Linked DNA regions of Arachis hypogaea: region 1 is linked to region 2. A link is a contact called in public Hi-C data. All regions are on one chromosome and are shown on one strand. The core of a region is the stretch at or near the end of the contact, and the rest is flanking DNA. Distances in the headings are between cores, read along the strand shown.

Evidence for each region. A called contact is a pair of places that touch in the nucleus more often than the background predicts.
Region 1: a contact with region 2 is called in a Hi-C map of leaf, with 4 times the contacts expected there. The contact joins the promoter of LOC112701661 here to the promoter of LOC112703584 in region 2. A contact is called at or near these places in 2 of 8 Hi-C or Micro-C datasets (both in leaf).

Annotation. Positions count from the first base shown.
Region 1 is chr7:78,701,447-78,704,759 of arahy.Tifrunner.gnm2.J5K5, reverse strand. LOC112701661 reads right to left here and starts at 1,918. Exons shown (of 5, transcript XM_025752395.1): 1 at 1,541-1,918; 2 at 1,074-1,211; 3 at 28-894. The coding sequence starts at 1,918.
Region 2 is chr7:78,399,729-78,402,729 of arahy.Tifrunner.gnm2.J5K5, reverse strand. LOC112703584 (protein HEAT INTOLERANT 4) reads left to right here and starts at 1,684. Exons shown (of 15, transcript XM_072199749.1): 1 at 1,684-1,821; 2 at 2,505-2,543; 3 at 2,649-2,702; 4 at 2,803-2,866; 5 at 2,995-3,001. The coding sequence starts at 1,684. LOC112703582 reads right to left here and starts at 1,940. Exons shown (of 11, transcript XM_025755105.3): 1 at 1,116-1,940; 2 at 932-1,017; 3 at 744-810; 4 at 15-157. The coding sequence starts at 1,385.

The DNA of each region.
Region 1 (3,313 bases), core at 669-3,168, 300 kb before region 2:
TTGGTTGAGGCTTTCCGGCCGACTTACTTTGGGAATTAAAATAACCGTTGTTTCCCCTAGGTCCTCCGATATAACGCCGTCTTCAAAAATTTGCTTCACTAGTGCACAAATATCTTTGCTCAGAATATCCCAGTGTTGTTGAAAAAATAACCCGTTTAAACCATCTGGCCCTGGAGCCTTTAACCCCCCCATACTAAACGCTGCCTCCTTTATTTCCTCCTCATTAATATTAGCCATGAGCTCCTCATTCATCTCCCTAGTGACTCTCCTTGGAATGTCTTTTACACACTCTTCCATGTTTCTCTCCCCTTCCGAAGCAAACAATTCGGTATAATGCCTTTCTACTAGCCTCATGATGTTTGCTTCCCCTTGTATCCACCGACCCGTTCCATCTTTCACTATATCTATTCTGTTCCTGATTCTTCTTTGGATGGTCGATGCATGAAAGAAGGCTGTATTCTTGTCGCCCCACTTTAGCCATTTCAGCCTTGATCTAAGACCCCAATATTTTTCCTCTTGTTTCCAAAGTTCTGATATTTTGGTCTTCAATTCTTTCTCTCTTCCTTGGTCTCTATCCATCAAATCAGCTTCTTGGATCTTATGTAACTCTGTTTTCATTCTTTCTATTTCTTTGTCTGCTCTCCTGAATTTTCGTCTACTCCATTCGATTAGCTCCCTTTTGCATCTGTTTCTTTTCCTTATGAATTGATTCCAGCAATTCCTGTTTCCCTCATCCTGTTGCCAACTATTCCTGATCACTTCTTTGCATTCCTCGTGATCTGCCCAAAAAGCCTCAAACTTGAACTCTTTTTTTATCCGTCCTCGCAGCTGAGTTTCTAAAATAAGTGCACAATGGTCCAAACTTATAGCTGGAGTAGCCTTAAGAATAACATTCTGGTACATTTGCAGCCATTTCCAATTCACTAACACCCTATCTAGTCTTTCCCTAGTAACAAAATTATTTCTAGGATTACTAAACCAAGTGTATCTACTTCCTTTAAGGTCAACATCCATTAAGCCATTATCATCAACAAATTTTCTAAACAGTTTTTTGGTTGAGGATGGACACCTACCTTCTCATCTTGACTTAAAATATCATTGAAGTCACCCATGTAAGCTTGGGGTTCCTCCTTGTTCATGTTACTTACCGTTAGCTCTTGCCATAGCTTCCTCCGCTTCTGAAAAATTGGATTCCCGTACACAAAAATACCCTGCCATTTCAAATCATTATTGATGTTAATATTGGCTTTAATATAGTTGTCACACCACTCGTAAATATTCATACTAATATTAGATATCCAAAGCAAACATAGACCTCCGGACAGTCCCCGGGGTTCTACACAAAACATATTGTCAAAATACAACTTCCTTCTTATCCTATTCATTTTTTCTTTACTGGCCCTAGTTTCCATTAAAAACACTATTAGCGGCTTAACTTTTTTACATAGGTTATATAATTCAGAGATTGTCGGGGCAGCCGCTATTCTCCGACAATTCCAGCTAATTATACTCATGGCTGAGGTTGGGGCATGTTAAGGACCGCCTCCTCAGCCATTTGACCTCCCTTAAAGAGTTCAGAATCATGCATTGCTAACTGATGCTCTCCTACGTTCAGAACAGCTCTGTTGTTCTTCAATTTCTTGATTTCCTTGTCATCATGCTCCTCTTTCCATTCCTTTTGTGTTAGTAGTGGCACCTGTATGAACTCCCGCTTCCTCTTTAAATTCAGCTTCTTTTCCAGCTTTTTGGCTAGTTGAGTTTCCCAATCTGCATGTGCCTCCTTTCCTACCTCTTGATCTTCATCACTTGCGAGCTCCACATAGTAAAAACTCTCGCCCTGGAACATATGCTGACCCCCCACGTCATTGTTTTCCTTCTGCGTTTCTTCAATTGGCTTCTTTAGTATGTCTCCCTCCATTTCACACTTTGACAATGTTTGTATTTTCCACTTCTTGAATCATTCATTCTTTTTTCATTGCTGCATTAACTTAAATTTCTCCTTTTTTTTCACCTTTTTCTTCTTATTGGATAATACCTTTGGAAGAAAAGAATAAGTTCAACAACAACAACAAAAAAAAGTATATGAATGCCGTTTGATAGCCCAAGGAGCCATATTTAAGATGAATTATTATAAAATATAAGAACGAAAACTAGTCATATTAATGATAATGTTACTTTACACAGTCCCATTTTTAGTGTAAAGCAATTGAGTATAAATTTAATTCTCTGAGCATATCTAAATTATTCAGTGCCTAAAGATCTACACAATTGCTGGAGCACTTATTGGCACCAAGTAAGAGAATTTTTCCTAAAATTTTGTCCGGATAAATACTGGTAATATAATTACTAGAAATAATACTTTTAAACTCGAGCAGAAACCACTTGCTAAGAGTATTTTGAGTCACTTAAACCAGCACGAACATTTAGATTCAATTTGTTCCCAACATCATCAACAATCCTCCATCTATTATTATATGCAATAATAGATATTAGCCAAATCAGAATTGAAGTTATCAAAAACAAAACTTTCATTTGATCTTATACCTCAAGCACACTTTTTTCTTCTTTGTATTTTTTATTTTTATCATGCTCAACAACCTAAAGAAATCCAAACTAGTTACTAACCAACATTGAACTGAGCAATACGAACACACCGTCTAAAAAGTGCCTCATATTTGGCGCCTTTGGGATCAACGAGAATGTGCCAAGCCTCGCAAGGCACGTGGGGGTTTCATCTAAGAAAGGGAAGGTGTTGGTGTCTAAGAGGAGTGCAAGCTTCTTGAACTGTTGCTGAGGGAGGGAGAGGTCGTCGGCAAAGTCAGAGGAGCTGAGCTAGAGGTAGGAGTACCAATCGCAACTTTGAGCGGCAGAGAGGACTTTGGAGATTGCAATGATTTGGTGGGCAATAGTGGGGGTGGGAGCATGGGAGGCAGAGGGCGAAGTTGTAGACGGTGGAAAAGCGATAATGGAAGAATATGGCAGTGCATGCAGCCAAGAGAACAAAGGAAAAAATAAGGAAAAGTCGACAAAAAGTGAAGATAATTTAAAAATTAGGGTTTTAAAAGGAGAGAAAGGAACCAAATTGTATAAAAAAAGTTTCTTTTGCCACATTAGCTAGCCGTTACTCATTTTGATAGCAATCAGTCCAGCTCAGTTTTTTTATGACAAGCGATGGATAAAAAGTGCCTTAAGGACTACTACAAGTCCCAGAGTACAATTTCAAAAACATATTTGAGTAACTATTAATTTTAGAGATCACTTTGAGACTTAAGTACAACTTCAGAGACCATTTTAAAGCTTAACTCTAGTCATG
Region 2 (3,001 bases), core at 435-2,934:
ACTTGGCAAATCACCTGAAAGCCCCAGCAAAAGCAAGAGCAGTGTATTCTCCCAAACTTAGACCACATGTAACATCAACAGAATCAATAATCTGTTGTCCTCCATCTCGTGCACGGAGTAGCTCCACAGCAGCGAGACTTGTGACATAAATAGCAGGCTGAAGAAGTAGAAAAAAATTGGTTAACATTATGCCCATGTAAATCTTTATATGCGACAAAAATAAACATGGAGAACAGACTGGTGGATAACTATGTATGGACTCACTAATATAATACCATAATCATAAAAGATCTCTATTAAAGGCGAATTTGTTTATTACTTCACTAATTCTTTTATTTTATTCTTGAATATAAATAAAGACACAATGAGGAGGAGAAAAATTCTTGGTGGGATTTGACCCAGGAATGAATTAACTGCCAAAGTTATTTAGTATTTGCACATTATAAAAATGTTGAATGAAATACACATGCTGGAGGCACAAGTTAACAACAGCAATCTGTGAATTGACTGTAAAAATATCCATCCAACCAAAACTAATTACCCTCCTCATGACAAGCAATCATTTAACTAAAGTTGCCTAGCTCAATTATTTGCACATAAACCAACTCCATAATACTCCACTAATTATTTTAACGATAAAACTAAGATGAATGTACCCTATATTCTAAATTCATGTTCAATAGATTGTTAAAAAAACAACCACGACTACCCAAAAAGAAGTAAAAAAAGATTTACCACTTTACCTGGCTAAGAACAGTTGAATCTAACTTATCCTTTGGGCCATTGATGCATATATCAAGAAGATCATACCTGAAGGCAGAGAATACACAATATCAGTTACAACAAGGAACCCAGAATCATAGAATTTAAATAAATAAATAAAAAGACAAAGATGAGAAAATAATTATTATAAAACGAAATCAGCAACTACCCCAATATCTCATTTGCCTTCTTATACAGAAGAGCAGCAGCAGGCACATTCTGAGCTTCTTTTCCCATTCCAACGGCTTGTGCACCCTGCAATCAATCAATACAGAAATTCATAAATCGAATAAAAAAATATATTATATTCATAAAAATGAAATAAAAAATGCGGATCAGAATTGTCCGTTTACCTGACCGGGGAAAAGAAAAGCGTTGGAGGGTTTGTAATCGGAGAAGGGAGCATCGTTGAGAACGGAGACCTGAGATCCGGAAGCGACGTTCATGAAAACCGTAGATCGAAGGAGGGGAAGGTTGAAGGTTCTAGAATGTGCATTTGATGAGGAAGAAGGGAAGTTGTTGAGAGAGAGAGAAGGGAGAGTGAGGGAAGAAGAAGAAGCCATAGCTGAGAAGGAAGAATGTGAGGTTCGGATAAGAGGGGAATGGTGAAGCAAAGCTTGCATTCGGTTGCAGAAATAAGAAAAAATGTTGCTTGGGGGTATTATAGTGAGACGGAGATTTCAAAGATGTTGGATTGTTCCTCTTCAAAACCAAAGAAACCACAAACCAGGGTGTCAATCTCTCAACTACTTCACTCCCTAGTCCCTATTGAAAGTTCAGTAGAGAATTTAGTGAATTCGATTGTGAATTGGAGTGAGCACCCAACTCAAATAGGGGCATATTCTCTGTACCGTTTTTCCTTCGTTCATCTCCTCATCTATCAATACAATTCATCTTTAGTTCAATTGCATTGCTTCTACAATGAGGAATGCAACCAAGAGGAAGAGAGAACCCCAACATGGCCCACAACAAAACAAGAAACATTCCACGAAATCACCTTCTCGATCTCCAGCTAACCCTAAGCCCCACGAGGAGTACTTCGAGGAGAAGCGCAACTTGGTAACCACGCTTTACTTGCTTCTGCTTCCACAATGTAGCTTTTATTTTTATTGGGAAAGATATATTGTATATGCTCAACATTTGATGATGATTTCAATTTTAATTTTTAAGTTTTATTTCGATTCAATTTTACCCCTAATGTTCTATTTTGTTTCAATTTTTTATGGTCAAAGATTAGTCAATTTTGTTTTTCATTTTTACCGTTATTCTTCATCATCATCCGGCCCCACCGCCATTAAGTCCCCTATCAAGTCCTTTCCTTTCCCCAACCACCAGGCACCAGCATTGCCACCACTACCATTTCTGCCACTGCTACAACCCCAATGCCACCAACAATACTGTTTCTTCTCCACCTCAACGTTGAGGAGCAGATATTGAGGAAGAAGATGGGGTGTTCTTCAATGCACAGAAGACAAAATTGAAGGAAAAGGTATAATTGAAACGAAATAAAACATTAAGAGTAAAATTGAAGCGAAATGAAGCTTATGGGTGAAAGTGAATCAGTTTTTAAGATATAACTCCTAAAGTGAGCACCACTTGCATTATCAGCTTGTTGAGAGACTCGTAGATTTGATATATAGTAAAATTCCAAATAGTAGATAAATGATTCTCTTGAATTTATCCATCAGTATACATGTATGCTTCTACTGATAAATAAATATTTGTTGATTTGTGTTTTATAGGAAGATTTGTGGAGAGAAGTTTTCCTTGTTGGAACAGAGGTTTGTTCATTTGTTTAGATTTACTAGTTTCTTAAGTTGATTATTGAATTGTCCTCCTTTTTTGCCTTTTTCTTTCTTACCTCCTCCATCGTATTATCATGCCAGTGGGACCAATTGGATTCTGTATATCAGTACAAGTGGAATTTCTCTAATCTGGAAGTGAGTTTAGTTGTCAAATACAAGTTTTCCTTTGATTTTGTAGTTCTGTATTTGGTCTTAAGAATTTAGCTTACTAATTTGATCTCTAAATTGTTTTCAGGATGCATTTGAAGAGGGCGGTGTTCTACATGGGAAAAGGGTTTACCTTTTTGGTTGCACTGAGCGTAAGTATTTCTAGCCTTTTATTTGTTTCGTTTCATTACTTTGCATCCCTATTGACGATATTTATGTAGGTTAACATTGTCACTTATTTTGGGCATTCATCTATATATGCTTTTGACATGGTATGCAGCTCAACA